Linked DNA regions of Sus scrofa: region 1 is linked to region 2. A link is a contact called in public Hi-C data. All regions are on one chromosome and are shown on one strand. Each heading gives the region's core, a stretch centred on a gene start, on an enhancer-like site or on the middle of the called end of the contact. The rest is flanking DNA. Distances are from core to core; before and after follow the strand shown. Region 1 holds the start of FGF18 (fibroblast growth factor 18). Region 2 overlaps FBXW11 (F-box/WD repeat-containing protein 11).

Region 1 (6,601 bases), core at 3,782-6,281, 450 kb after region 2:
GAATATTCCAGGCAGATTAGGGCCTGCAGACACCAAGTCAGAGCCCTCAACCACAGAGACGCCCACCTGGCCTCTGAGCATCCCCTACCACACGGGCCTATCATGAGGATCCCACTGGATCTCTCACCAAGGACCCAAAGCCTGGCTCTTGAGGCTTCTCCTCAGCATTCTTTCTGAATAATTTCAGTATTTCTGAAAAAGTCTGCCTGGCGTGGGAGGAATAAAAGATCTCGATTTCAGAGTCTTGAGTCTTTACCCATGGCCTAGAACAAATCCCTTCTCCACTCTGTGCCTCAGTTTCTCCACCTGTGAATCGGGACTCTTATCCCCTCCCCCTGCAGTCTCCCTTGCAGAATGGTAGAAAAAGAGCCATCAGCCTCCAGACGCAAGAGCCATTGTGAACTTCTTATAAGCAGCACTTTTTCTCCAAATAAAAGGTCCTGTCTCCCCAGCCTTGGTTTCCTCCTCTGTCAGAAGGATGCTCCCTGCTTCTGGACACCCCGCAGTGTGGGGAGAGGGGACTGAAGAACCCCTGTTTATCTAGAACTCTCCCTCTCTAGACTGGCAGCTCCTTGAGGCCGGGAATAGACTAGTCTTATTCAAGGGCCAGCAAGAAGTAGGCCCCCAGCAAGTATCTGTTGACTGAATACCTGACTGGACAGATGGATGGATGAGTCGCTGCTTTAAGAAATTAAACAAGCCAGAGTTCCCCTTGCGGCTCAGTGGAAAAGAACCTGACTAGTATCCATGAGGACGCAGGTTCAATTCCTGGCCTCGCTCAGTGGGTTAAGGATCCGGCGTTGCCGTGAGCTGTGGTGTAGGTCGGCAGCTGTAACTCCGATTCGACCCCTAGCCTGGGAACTTCCATATGCCACACTTGCAGCCCTAAAGAAAAAAAAAAAGGAAAGAAAAGAAATGAAAAGAGCCAAGAGAACCGCTTTCTGTCCTCCTCAAGTCCCAAAGGACTCTGTCTCTAGCTTCCCATCCTGGCCAGCCTGAAGGAAGGCTTTAAACCTGAAGAGCCCAGGTGTGGGGGGTCAGGCAAGGGGGATGTGGAAGGAAACTTCCAAACTTGAACAAGGCTCGCAGGGAGGGAGGAAGCAGCGCTGTGGGAGGGATGGACAAGGGGCCGGTGGAAGCCCCCCTGCCCTGGCCTGCCTCACGCCCGGCCTGTCTGGGGAAGGCCAGGACCTAGCCGAGCCTGGCGGCAGGAACAATGTCAGGCAGGTGCCGGGTGAGCTGTGTGAAAGGCCCAGCCCGGTGTCATTGTCAGCGCTCAGCCAAGTGCAGAAAAGCAATTTACTGGTCACGCCGGTTGCTCCCCTTGGAAATTTTTAAAATTCTTCCGATTTGAGATATCCACGGTGTCCCAAGTCGTGTGGAGAAGGGATTTTATTAAATTCCCAGCTTCCCACTCCCAGGGGGTTGCGGATGCAAAAGGGCGGGGCTCGCCACATGGGGGTGGGAGGGCTGTGTCTGGCATTGACTGTGCTCAGGGAAATGTGGCTGGGGCCAGGGGGCCCGTTCAGGGCTTGGTGGCTGGGGATGGATGGGAAGAGGGGAGGAGCCCAGAAACTTTGTTGCGAGGACTGGACCAGTTTCCCAAAACATGGAGGTGGGGGAAGGAAGGGCACAGGTGTACAGAGTTCCCAGCACAGCAAGGCGCCCTCCCAGGGGGCTGAGAATTCGAGAAACCTCTTCCACACCTATCATGGACCATTTCCGCCTCAGGGCCACCCCTGTCACAAATGAGGAAGCTAGGTCTACTGATAGGAAAAGATGAGGCTGGGGTTCAGGCCCAGCCCTCAGGATGCCAAAGCCCTGAGCTCCCCCCATGGGGCAGAGAGCACCCCCCCCCGGGCCCTGATCACCACAGGCGCTCTCACTGCCACCCTCCAAACGCACCCTTAAAGGAAGTAGCTGCTCTCCCAGTATCGGTCCAACACCACAGTGGAAAGCAGACCCCGGGGTGGGACCTCCTGCAACTAGCACACACACGGGGGTCCCACCCCCTCATCCTCGCCTCCAATGACCACTCCACCTTGTCCCTAGAGTATGAAGGGGGACTTGATGGTGCCAATGTTGCCTATAACCCTTAGGGTAGCGCTGCTTTATCTTTCAGCAATCACAGGTGCTTTCAAAAATCTATGGGGAGCCTAGAAACCCTTTCCCCGCCGCAGTACATTTGGGCACCATTTTGCCCTCAAGTGTCTCAGGAACCACCCCTCCCCCCAGCATCCCATCCTTAGATATTTGAAGGGTGCAAAGACCTTGAGTTAAAAACATTGGTCAGTCCGAAGGCAGTTTGGAAGGGGAAAGGCTGCAAAGGAAGAGGGGGGTAGGAGAAGGGGAGAGGAGCCTTCCTTCACCTGCTGGAAGACCTAAGCCAGATGGACCCCCTCACCCAGACGGAGACCACCCAGCTCTCTCCCCGAGAGGCTGGCTCTAGCTCTGGCCAGAACGGGGAGGTGGGATGCAAAGTCCTCCCTCGCATTCCCCCAGAGAACACAAAGACCACACAGCAGCCCTCCAGGGCCCCACTTCAAGGACCAAGAGGCAGCAGGCAACAAGGTCCAAAGCCAAGGCTCTACTTCATGCCCATTTCATCGTCCCCACCCTGAGGCTCAGCACACAGAAAAAGAGCTCTCACCCTGGTGGGACAAACACAGTGCCCCGGAGTGACCCTGGGGTCTGCTCTCTGCTTGGGGACTCAGCTGCAAACCATGCCTGGCACTGGCCTCTCTGACACCAGCCATTCCCCACCCCGCCCCCGCCACATACAGGGTCACATCTGCTTTGGCAAACAGCCAGTCTTAAGTTACTGACTCCAGTGGTATTGATTCAAAGAGTCACTGGGGACCCCAGCCTGGCCAAAAGAGGGAAAGAACTCATCCGTCTGTCCAGCCCCCAGCCCCGACTAGCTCAGTGCCCATCCTGTTGGGCAGCAGCGGGAGGGGAGATAAGCAGATCCGCCGCCGCCACCACCACCACCGGCTCTAAGAGACCGCAGAGTCTCAACAGCACTCAACACGCACACCTAGGAGAATCACATTTTTCCTGCTCTGTGCTCTCCCTGGGCACCTCCCAAATGCAGAAAGCTAAAGCCTAAGCATCCTCTCTAACCCTGTGAGGACACCTGCCTTCAACCCAGAGGGGGAAGGGGCAGATAATCTCTTTTGGCCCCAGTCCAGCTCCTCCTAGGGCCCCTCCCACAGAGCTCTAAGTGGATGGGGGGCTAGGGCAGCTGGCACTTCCTATTCCCTTTCCCTTTGCACCCCCCATCCCCCCCAAACTGAGGCAGCCTGGTCTGGTTCTAATCGGGGCTGAAGTCGCTCCCTCAGCCCCTCTTCTCTTCCCCCCACCCCAACGCGTTTCCTTCATTTCCAGGGCTTTGGAAGCCCAAGTGTTCCAACTGTCTTCGTGCCAAGACCTTCCCGAGTCTGAAAGCTGCTGAAGTAACAGATCAGATTTTAGCAAGTGCTTTCCAGGCCGAGCGCCAAGCCCTCTTCTGATTCAGGAGAGCGAGCAAGCGGGGAGTGAGGCGAGGAACCAGCTGAGGGCTGCCCCACCTTGGGCAAGGGTGTGCGGAGCGCGGCCGTTCCGGAGCCGCCTCGCAGGCAGTGGTCCCTCGGCCCAGGCACCCTGCTCTGCTCCTCTCACCCGAGCCTCTCCTCTTTCTGTCTCTTTCCCTTTCTCTCTGTCTCTGTCTCTCTCTCTGTCTCTCTGTCTCTCTCTCTCTCTCCCTCTGCCTCTCAATGCTGCAAACGCCTTTGAAACCACAGAGTAATTTACAACTGAAGCTTTCTCCCTGGACTTCAAATCCACTCGTCTGAAAGGAGCCTTTTTGTTTAGAAGAGCGAGCGGAGATGTTAAGGGACGGTTGGCAGAGAAAATCCCTACGTCCTAACTCCTCACCCGCTGCGAGCCGGGGGGCCTAGAACCGGGCACATTGCAGCGTCTGAGCCCGCCGGCTCCGGGGATCTCCTCCCAGCCGTAGCCCCGCCAGCGCGCGCCAGCCTGAGTCCCACAGCAGAGCCCCTTGCCCTTGGCCGGTCCCCCCTCCTGCGCTGGGCGCGTGCGGAGCCGCCCTTCCGCGCCCTGGGAACAGGTGCACTGGGCTCGGCGCCCAGGAGGGGTGGGGCGCAGGGAGGGGGCGCGGCCCGGAGGAGGGGGGTCGACACGTACCGCGAGGCAGTTGCGGGGGTGGGGGAGAGGTCAGAGTCAGGAGCCCACGTACCTGTACCTGGAAGCACAACAGCAGGAAGTGTAAACACCTGCGGAGAGAGATGGAGAGGCCGTCAGTGAGACTGGAAGGAGGGGGACCTAGGTACAGACAGATATGCAGTCGGAAAGTCGGAGAAACGGCTGGGCAGGCAGACAGAACCACAGGCACACCGACAGACTGCCAGGCAGGGTGGGCAGCCCCGCGAGCGGGCGCTTACAGGCAAGTGCAGGCGGAGGGCGCTGAATACATCGCTGGGAGGGAGGGAGGCGGCGGCTCCTAGCCCAGCCTGCACATGTCCGCTTCGCGCGGCCGGGACCGGGCGCCTCCGCCGCCTCCGCCGCCGCCGCCGCCGCTGCTGCTGCTCCCTCCTCGCCGGCTGCTGCTGCTGCAGACTCTGCTGCTCCGGGGCGCTCCGCGGCGCGCCCTGCGGCATCAGCGCCCCGCGCGGCTCCTCCCGAGCGCTGCGCCCTCCGGGCTGGCGCGGGGGCTGCGGGGCGGCCGCCGCTGTGCAGGAGGCACCGGCCGGTGCGAAGAAGCTTGCTCACTGCCGGCTGGCCGTCCGTCCGGGCGTCCGCGGGAGGCTGGCTGACAGGCTCACTCCGGGGGCAGCATGCACGGCGGGGCTGGAAGCTGGGGCGTGCTCTCCGGATGGGGCGCGGGACTGCGCGGGGCCAGGGGTCAGCGTTCTGGGGCCGGGGCGCGCGGCTGCAGCACGAACGCGTCACGGCCGCTCCGTCTGGGCGCCCGCCGGCTCATGTCTCCTCCTCCGAGTCTCTCCGGCCGTGCGCATCGCCGCCTCCCACCACTGGCGGCGGCCGGGGCGTTTTCTACGCGCGGGCGGCGAGGGGGCGGGGGGCCGGGGGCGGGCCCGGGCCCGAGCCGGCACAATGAGGATGCGGGGCCCGGGGGCTCCCCCCTCGGGGCGCGGCCGGACGGGCGCTCAGCTCGCCTGGGTGCGCCGCGCCCACATCAAAGGCGGCTCTGCCTGCTTGCCTGCCTGCCGCGGCCTCTCCTCTGCCGCCTCCTCCTTCTCCTGGCGGCCCTGGGTTGGAGGGAGGCGCTCAGACTCTCGGCGACGGGACCAGCAGCTCCGAAGGGGCAGAGCCCGCGAGGCTGGAGCTGGTGAGCGCTGGAAGCCGTCGGAATTCTGTGTCTGGGCGCAATGACCCGCGCCACGGAGCAACGCTGCCGGAATTGGACAGGCAGCGGTCCCCAAGAACGCAGTTAGGTGCGGAACGTCTTCATGCGCCCACATTCGCTAGTCGCACTCACTCACACCAACCAGCGCTTGAGTGGGGAGCCGGGAGGGGGCGGGTCAGGCCCAGCCCTCGGGGCGGCTCCGTTTAAGGGGGGGTCTCTTTTACCCGCCCTTTGAGTCCACGCAGGATCGTGGTGTGTCCCAGACACCCTCTCGGGCGGCTGGCCAACCCAAGTGAGCCCTCTTCCAGTCTCTGTCCCTGCCGTTGAGGGGGAGAGGGTCTCCAGGGCGTCTGTTACGCATCTCCCCCCCCCCCACCTTGAGCTCCCGGGTCGGATCCCAGCTGGGCTCTCCAGTAGGCGAGACAGCTTTGGAAACGCACGGCTGCCACCTAGCGGTCCTGAAGTTTCGCTGCAGCCCAGCCCAGTCGGGCTGTGCAGGCCCGGGAGGAGCCAGCAGGACTCTGGTCAGCGACCACTGCAGGCCCTCTTCTGGCCTCCAGACTGAGATTCGTTACTCCTTGTATACTGATCGTTTTGACTCTTAATCAGGTCCCTTCTGAGGACATCTCGCCTAACCGCCTCTATCTCTTCAGAGGCATGACTCCTGTCCTTCCCACCAACCTCAAAATTTGGGTGTTCTTGTCTCAGGCAACTGCTTCACACCGTCTATAGCTCCAGGCAGCCAGGCTCTGCTTGGCCTGATTGATACTAAGGGAAACAGTCATAGCATGAAAGAAACTGAACAAGCTCAAAAGGCAAAACGCAGGAATCAGACTATTTGGTTAAGAACCTTCTTGCACCATTGGCTAGGGTTGCTATCCCCATTTCACTTCCAGCAAAACTAAGGTAGGCCCTGTCAAACAGTGCTACTTCCTAGAGTCATGGAAAATGAAATATCAGCAATTGTTCTGATTATCAGGCCACCCTGCAAGCTATTTTAAGTTCCCTTTCAAAGCTGAAGCTATCTTAAAGATAGCCTGTTTCCGCATTGAACACAAGTGTAGAAAACCTTTTTAAAACCAAGTGCTGAGTGATGGAGAAAGTTGTGTGAAGCACTGGACTGAACTTAGACATTCTCATTGCCAGAACTGGTAAGACAGGATGTGATGACCAACCACAAAACAGGCATAGAAATGCTGCCCTTGGGGCCTGAGACATCACCACCATCCTTGAGCT
Region 2 (7,589 bases), core at 3,243-5,742:
CCCTTCCACACTGACCCGACAGAAATTGGCTAATTTTTAAGAAAAAAGTAGGGAACATGGCTTAGTGTGGCCAATCCCTGTTATTCAGGAAATGAGAATGTGAGAAATGAAGTCTGGAGAGAATAAATAAGAATTCTTAGCTTTCTGCAAAGGTTCTTCTCTCATGGGTGTTCTTACCACACACACACACACAGTGGCACACACACACACAGTGGCACACACACACACACACACACACACACACAGTGGCGCGGGGAGAGGAGGGAGGGTTTAGAGTGCCTCAGAATTGAAAGAGTTCCTAGAAAACCTGAGGCTGATTCCCAAGAAAAGTAGCCATATGTCCTTTGCTCTCTGCTCTTAATTCTTATCATCATCATCATCATCATCATGAGTGATGAGCTTTGCCACAGTGGTTTAATGTAATCCTCGAATTGTCAGAACTGAAACTCTTAGTCCAAAGCCCATGCTCTTTTCATGTTACGGTGCCCACAAGTGTCCCGCAGCAGAGAGGTGGGAGTTGTTAGGGTGGATGAAATCAGGATTCTGATGTCCTGAACTTGAATTTTTCTCTTTTGCCATCTCAGAGTAGTGGCAAACTCTTTCATATAATGTGCCTTTTCCCTCTTTTTATTCACTGGATTAAAGCCTTTGAAGCACTCTCCTCGGAACAGACTGCTGGTGAAATGATGGTGTGTTGTATCGCACCTTTTAATAAACCACATTTTATTCAGGAAAAGTGGGGAGCTTTTTTGTGGTTTGCAAACTTGATATTAACATTGTCCTAACCAGAAAATGCTGAAACTTGCCCACCCACCCAGTTGTGTTTAGGCTTCTAAAAATAATGTTATTCCTTCATACTCAGACATCTGTTTTCACTCTATTGCCAATTTAAATGCTGCTGTATACTCTGTGTATCATGGCTACTTTCCCAGTATTTTGAAAATTTGCACAGGGTAAGGGGATTTTACAAGTTCTCAAAACCATGAAATATTCCTCTACAGTAGCCACAGCACATGATGTCGAAGTGAAACGGCAGGTATCTGCTTAGTGAAAGAGGTGCACCTGTGTGCCCTGAGTTTCTGCTGCTGGAGTTAAGGGAACTGTTGAATTGCATTTGAAGGTTGAGCCCCTTCCTGGGAATGGTTGAACAGAGAGGGCTCAGGGCTGTCAGCATTGAAGATCAGCCTGGACTGAGACAAAAGTTGCTGGCAATTCGGTGAGATTTTTTTTTTCTTTTTTGGTCCCAGCCTACTGTTTTTGGTCAGTGTTTTCCACGAACGAGGAAGCGCATCATTGCTGCCATTTGTGGGCACTGTGATAAGCACTTTGCAGTAATCTCATTGGACCCTTCCAGCAGATCTGAGGGGTGTATGTGTGTGTGTGTGTGTGTGTGTGTGTGTGTGTGTGTGTCTTTATGCCCTTTTTACAGAGGAGGAAACTGTTACTCAACAGTCCAAGCTACTTGTCAAAGTTGTTAATTGGCCTAGGTATTTTCGACCACAGTGGGCTGCCTTTCATTTTTAAAGGTCTAGTTTTTCTGAAAAAGACCTGGCTTATATAAGCATTCTAATAAGAGTTGAGGTCGTCAAATATGGTGGTAGGTAGTATTTTGGGCAGGCGTAGTCAGCAGGAAGTGTTGCTTTCTTTCGTGGGTGGCCTTGAGAATTGAGAAGAGTGAAGTCTTAGGAATTACACAGGGCTGGTGTGCAACAAAGCAGTCCTCTCCCTGATCTGGTTTAGTGTTGCTTTACTGGCATTTTGAAACAAACAGACTTGTTTTGGGATTCAGGAACTTAATAATTTTAGAAACAGCCCTAACTGGGAACTTCCTAAAATGACCCGTCAAAAATGACTCAATAAGCTTTTTCTTTTAAAATTCAGAAATGTGTTTTAGAAAATTAGGCTTCTTCTAGGTGTTGAGAAGCTAAGCCATTTCCTATCTAACAGATTTTGAGAGGTCCTGCCTCTGGTTCTGGTTCGAGGGTCAGAGATAGAAGGGTGATGGTCTCTGTGCAGATGTCTTAGGGGACCGTTGTCACAAGCCAGTCGTGTTGCCTTACCCAGCTCTTCCCTGCTGTGTCTTTAGGGCTTTAGGTACAGTAACAGATTATAACCAAGTCATTTGGTTCTAGAAAACATTTTAGAGTAGTGGGAGAGCATGTAGGAAATTCGTTTGGGTATGGAAGTTCCTCCACCCCCTCCCTTTTTTTTCAGGGCTGCGCCTGCGGCATGTGAAAGTTCCCAGGCTGGGGTCAAATCAGAGCTACAGTTGCCGGCCTACGCCACAGCCACAGCAACAAGGGATCCGAGCCGTGGCTGCAACTTACACCACAGCTCGTGTCAATGCCAGATTCTTAACCCACTGAGTGAGGCCTGGGATCAAACCTGCAACCTCATGGTTCCTAGTTGGATTCATTTCTGCTGCACCACGACGGGAACGCCTCCTCTACCCCCTCTTTTTAAGTTAAAAAAATTTCAAACTCCCCCTAGATAGTAAACGTACTTTTTCTAGTCATTGAAATATACAAAGGACAAAGCTACTTAACTGATTCAATAATAATATTTTAAAGCAATTGTGTATGTTGTGAAACTAAGGACAGCTATATGAATTTTAAAAATAACACCTGATGCATAGATATGTATTCATCTTTGTAATACTCTGGGTTTATATGTAGTCACATTCAGAAGCAACCCTCTGGGCCCCCAGGGTATAGCCTGAACATTGGTAACCACTGCCAAGCGTCACTGGCCGTGAATAAGACTTGTTACCAGTAGGTCTGCCTGTAAGTCGGCATTTTCGTGGTATGCTTAGCATGCCGAGGTGGCTCAGTCTCTGTCTAAAAATACATGATTTTGCTAAATGATTCCAAACATTGAGTTCAATTTAAGAAATTCTTTATATTCTGGATCCCTTTTTTAAAAGTTGCTTATACAGACAGATCTGTTGTCTACTTTTTTTTTTTCCTTCCTTTTTTGGCTGTATGCACAGCATGCACAAGCTCCCGGGCCACGGATCCAACTTGAGCCACAGTGGTGACAACACAAAAACCTTAACCCACTGAGCCAGAAGGGAACTCCTGTTGTCTACCTTGATAGTGGGAGCCACAGTAGGGTGCATTTTTGTTTTTGTGAGTTTGGATTTTGTTGTTTTTAATACGTGGTTTTGTGTACGAGCCTTTTCAAACTCACTAGAGATGATGCTGCTGACCAAGAAGCTCTGGCTTGGTAGCAGAAGGACAGATGAGTGAGAAGTCTGCCGTGGCACCTCTTTGCACCCCCTGGGTGTTGGAAACATGTGATCCTGCTGTCTCTCAGGCTGTGTGTGGGAGCTTTTTGAGGGCAGGGCTTATATTTCCAGGCTCCTGTGCTGAGTACACGAATGAGGAAATATGTTCCCTTCTTTTTCCCCCTCTTCTTTTTATGGCCGTACTGGCGGCAAATGGAAGTTTCCAGGCTGGGGGTCAGATAAGAGCTGCAGCTCAGACCTGTGGCACCACTTGCAGCAATGCTGGGTCCTCAACCCCCTGAGCAAGCCTAGGGGTCGAACCTGCATCTTCACAGAAACAGTGTTAGGTCCTTAACCCACTGAGTCACAATGGAAACTCCACATTTTCCTTTCTAAGTATGTGTGGATCAGTGTCTCCAACCCTCCGTTTCTTTTTATATAAAAGGAGGACAATTTTGGCTTCAGAGTTGTGATGATTAACTGTAAAATATATAAAACACATAGCAGAGTGTTAAGGAAGCATAGTACCTGGAACATAACATTTAGTGAACTGTAACATTTTGCAGTGTATGGAAGGGTACTGCCCTCAAAATAAGAGGACGTAATTCGTTAGATGTCAGCAGAACCAATAATTAAAGTGGTTATTATGAATAAAGATGAGTTATCTCCTTTCTCTACCAAGCAACTAATTAAACTTTTGCTACTCAGATAATAGCTTTTGAACTAGATCCTGAGCTCAGGTGTTGCCAGTTGTTGCAGTCCCTATGTCCCCTAATTTCAAGGATCAGGAATTTATACTTTGGTTGTTCATCGTGGACGCATTGTTATCTTTTGTTCCTGAGAATCCCTTATATCCACTACTGGGTTAGGTCTTCCAGTGCTCTGGGCATCACCCACTTTGAACTTTGAACTTTGCTCACTGGTCTCAGGCCACAGCGTTGCTTAAGAGTCCTTAAGTGCTGCAGCACTCAGGGTTTTTAATCACTCCCTTGGCACTGATAGCTTCTCTGGAGTTGGTATCGATCTCTTTATGTCCCGTGTTCACTAACCTCCATAGTTAGGACTATACTTTGTTAGTAGATGCTGCGTATTTTAGTGGGAAAAACATGGGCTCAGAGTCAGGAAGAACTGGGTGTCATTTCCAACGCATCCGGTTAACTAGTTTTGTAACCTCAGGCAAATTAAACTGTTGCCTTGTTTGTAAAAGGGAAGTAATAAGAACTTCCTGTCAAAGTTATCGTGTGACTCAATTAACCAAATAAACATGTGTGCCTGGGTATTGCAGTTGCAACCTTTGCAAGCAGTACGCTTCCCATGCATCTTTGCATCCCCAGTGCCTAAAGCGGTCAGGCCCTGAAGTACACTGGCATCTCAGTAAGCATCACATGAATGATGAAAGAATGAGAACCCAGGGCTGAAGTGTGCCATTCTTATTCTAAAAGAGCCTCAGTCTGGTCGAAGATTAAAAATGGATGACAAATTCTTTCAATAATGGTTGGCACATAGTAGTTGTCAATATCTTTTCTCAATGATCAGGACAGTCAGTGCTTTGGATGGATACACAGATTGTTATATGCTTAACATTAGTGGTGATCTGCTGCCAAATGTTTTAATTGGCATTAGAGAGTGACCCAATGAGTTACTATTTATTTGTGTGTTTTGGGTGCAAATGGCATTCTTTAAGCATATTGAATTCTGTCTAGGCCATTTTTTTCAAACCCAGCCCAAACTCATTGGAAATCCTGTGATAGTTGCCAGACGGGCAGGGAGCGTTTGAGGAAAAACATCGCTGGGCTAATGTCTTACTTGGAAAAGAGTGTGATTCCTGTCCACAGACAGTTATGCAAACCAAGATGGAGTATCAGTGGTATGCTGTTTCTGGAAGTAACGCCAGACTCTGAACCCTAAGAGAATGGTTGATTCACAAAAACTCATCTCTTGCCTCCTTTTTTCCTTAGACTATAGAATCTAACTGGCGGTGTGGACGACACAACTTGCAGAGGATTCAGTGCCGCTCTGAAAATAGTAAAGGTGTCTACTGTTTACAGTATGATGATGAAAAAATTATCAGTGGCCTACGAGATAATTCTATTAAGGTGAGTGACTGCATTTTGTATATATTATTTTTAGAATTGTGGTTACATGTTAGATACTAGATGTAACAGTCTCCCCATTCCCTCTTGGGTGGCTCTTTTTAATCTGTTCTGCTCAATCTTGGCAGCTCTCTGTGTGGTTCTAAAGAACCAGAGCCAGAGCATTTCCCTCTACTCGCGTTAGGCCCCGGGATGGTCTCATTTCGTATCCTTCTCTGAGCACGTTCACGTTCTTTATTCTGTATGTAAGTGCAAATAGAAACCATCTCAGTGTCACAAGGCTCTTGATTACTTTGCTAGCTGGTGGAAGCATTGCTAAACTGGCATATAAATCAAAGTTACTACTTTTATGGTGTCTGTGAAAGGCTCAGTTGATAACACAAAAGAATGATAGAGCAATTTATACATCTATATAAATATATGCATTTGCTTTTTAGGGCCGCACTTGTGGCACATGGAAATTCCCAGGCTAGGGGTCGAATTGGAACTACCTCTGCCGGCCTAGACCACAGCCACAGCCACGCAGGATCTGAGCCGCATCTGCGACCTACAACACAGCTCATGACAACACCTGATCCTTAACTCACTGAGCAAGGCCGCATCCTCACGGTTACCAGTCGGATTCGTTTCCACTGCACCACAACTTTTCAGTAGTAGAGGAACTGAATCATTTCTGTGTTTAATGTTCGACGGCTCTAACAGTTTGTGTGGGGGTGTTTTTTTTTTTTGTTTTTTTGCTGCACCTGTGGCATGCAGAAGTTCCTGGGCCAGGAACTGAACCTGCACCACAGCTGTAACCAGAGCCACAGCAGTGACAATGCCAGATCCTTAACCTGCCAGCTAACGAGGGAACTTGTCTAACAGATTTTGTTTCATATTGTTTGTAGCTTTTTTTCTTGTATTTCAGAAGACAGTGGAGATTTTAACTTTTAGATACAATTTACCTATAGAACAGTTCACTCTTTTTAGTGAAAAGTTCTGTGAGTTTTGCCCAGCACAAAAAATTATGTCATCATAACAATAATCAAGATCCAGAACTGTTCCATCATCCCCTAGATTCCTTTGTCCGGCTCCTTTGCGTTTATCCATTTTTCCCCCTAGGCCCTGACAACCACTGATCTTTTTTTCTGACCCTGTAACCTTGCCTTTTTGAGACTGCCCTGTAAATGGACTCAGTTTGTAGCCTTTCGAGTCTGGCTTTTTATACTTAGCATTGCACACTTGAGATCCTTTTACATTGCTGCATTTAGTAATAGTTGATTCCTTTTTACTGCCCAGTAGTGTTCCACTTTATGGTTATACCACAGTGTTGTTATCATTTACCTATTGAAGGACATTCCTGGATCCAGTTTTTCACAATCATTGAATAAAGGCACTGTAAATATATGCATGCACTTTTTTTTTTTTTTTTTTTTTGAGAATATAAGTTTTCAGTTCTCTTGGATAAAAATCTAAGAGCGGATTGCTAGCTCATATGGTAAGTATATATGTTTAACCTCTTAAGAAACTGCCAAGTTGTTTGTTTAAAGCAGCCATATATACCATTTTACATTCCCATCAACAGTGCATGAGAGTTTCTTTTGTTCGGCATCCTTGTCAGCCCTTGGGAGTCTCAGAACTAGTTTTGTTTTGGGTTTTTTGGATATTACCCATTTGAATAGGTATGTAGACATATCTCATTTTGTTGAAAGTTGCATTTTTCCAGTGACCAGGGATAATGAACACCTTTTCATATGCTTCTTTGCCATTTATTTCTTGGTGAAGTTTCTATTCAGATCTTTTGTCCAGTTTTTAAATGGGTTATTTGTTTTCATATTGAGTTTTGAGAGTTCTTGATATATTATGGATACAAGTCTCTTTCAGATATGCTTAGCAAATATTTTCTTCCAGTCTGTGACTTCTCTTCATTTTCTTACTATCTTAAGTAGGACATATTTTAATTTTGATGAAGTCTAGTTTGCCAGTGTTTTCTTTTATGGCTTATACTTTTGATGTCATGTTTAATAAGTGTTTCACTGAGCTTTTTTTGGGGGGGCACCCCTCAGCATATGGAGTTCCTATGCCAGGGATCAGACCTGAGCCACAGCTGTGACTTACACCACAGCTGGGGCAATGCTGGCTCCTTTAACCACTGTGCTGAGCGGGGATCGAACCTGTGTTCTGGCACTGTGGTGACATCGCAGATCCCATCATCACAGTGAGACCTCCTCACTCAGTGAGCTTTTTGAATCTGTAAATTTATGTCTTTCACTCCTCAAGTTTCAGAAGTT

Evidence for each region. Hi-C and Micro-C count contacts between places; a contact is called where the count stands out from the background.
Region 1: a contact with region 2 is called in a Hi-C map of alveolar macrophages, with 3 times the contacts expected there. The contact joins the promoter of FGF18 here to the enhancer-like site in region 2. A contact is called at or near these places in 1 of 5 promoter capture datasets (fetal skeletal muscle), 7 of 47 Hi-C or Micro-C datasets (alveolar macrophages, brain, embryonic fibroblasts and 4 more) and 1 of 2 datasets of contacts at active chromatin or transcription factors (alveolar macrophages).

Annotation. Positions count from the first base shown.
Region 1 is chr16:52,755,215-52,761,815 of Sscrofa11.1, forward strand. It overlaps FGF18 (fibroblast growth factor 18), which reads right to left and starts at 5,032. Exons shown (of 5, transcript XM_013990660.2): 1 at 4,443-5,032; 2 at 4,238-4,274. The coding sequence starts at 4,474.
Region 2 is chr16:52,308,684-52,316,272 of Sscrofa11.1, forward strand. FBXW11 (F-box/WD repeat-containing protein 11) reads left to right here. Exons shown (of 14, transcript XM_021077115.1): 7 at 5,185-5,322. Among named protein-coding and RNA genes, the nearest start is that of FBXW11, 100 kb to the left of the region's middle. Within about 2 kb of position 4,493, at least 4 of the 83 cell types and tissues checked have an H3K27ac peak or open chromatin away from gene starts, as enhancers often do. A contact at or near this core is called in alveolar macrophages, where this site is marked.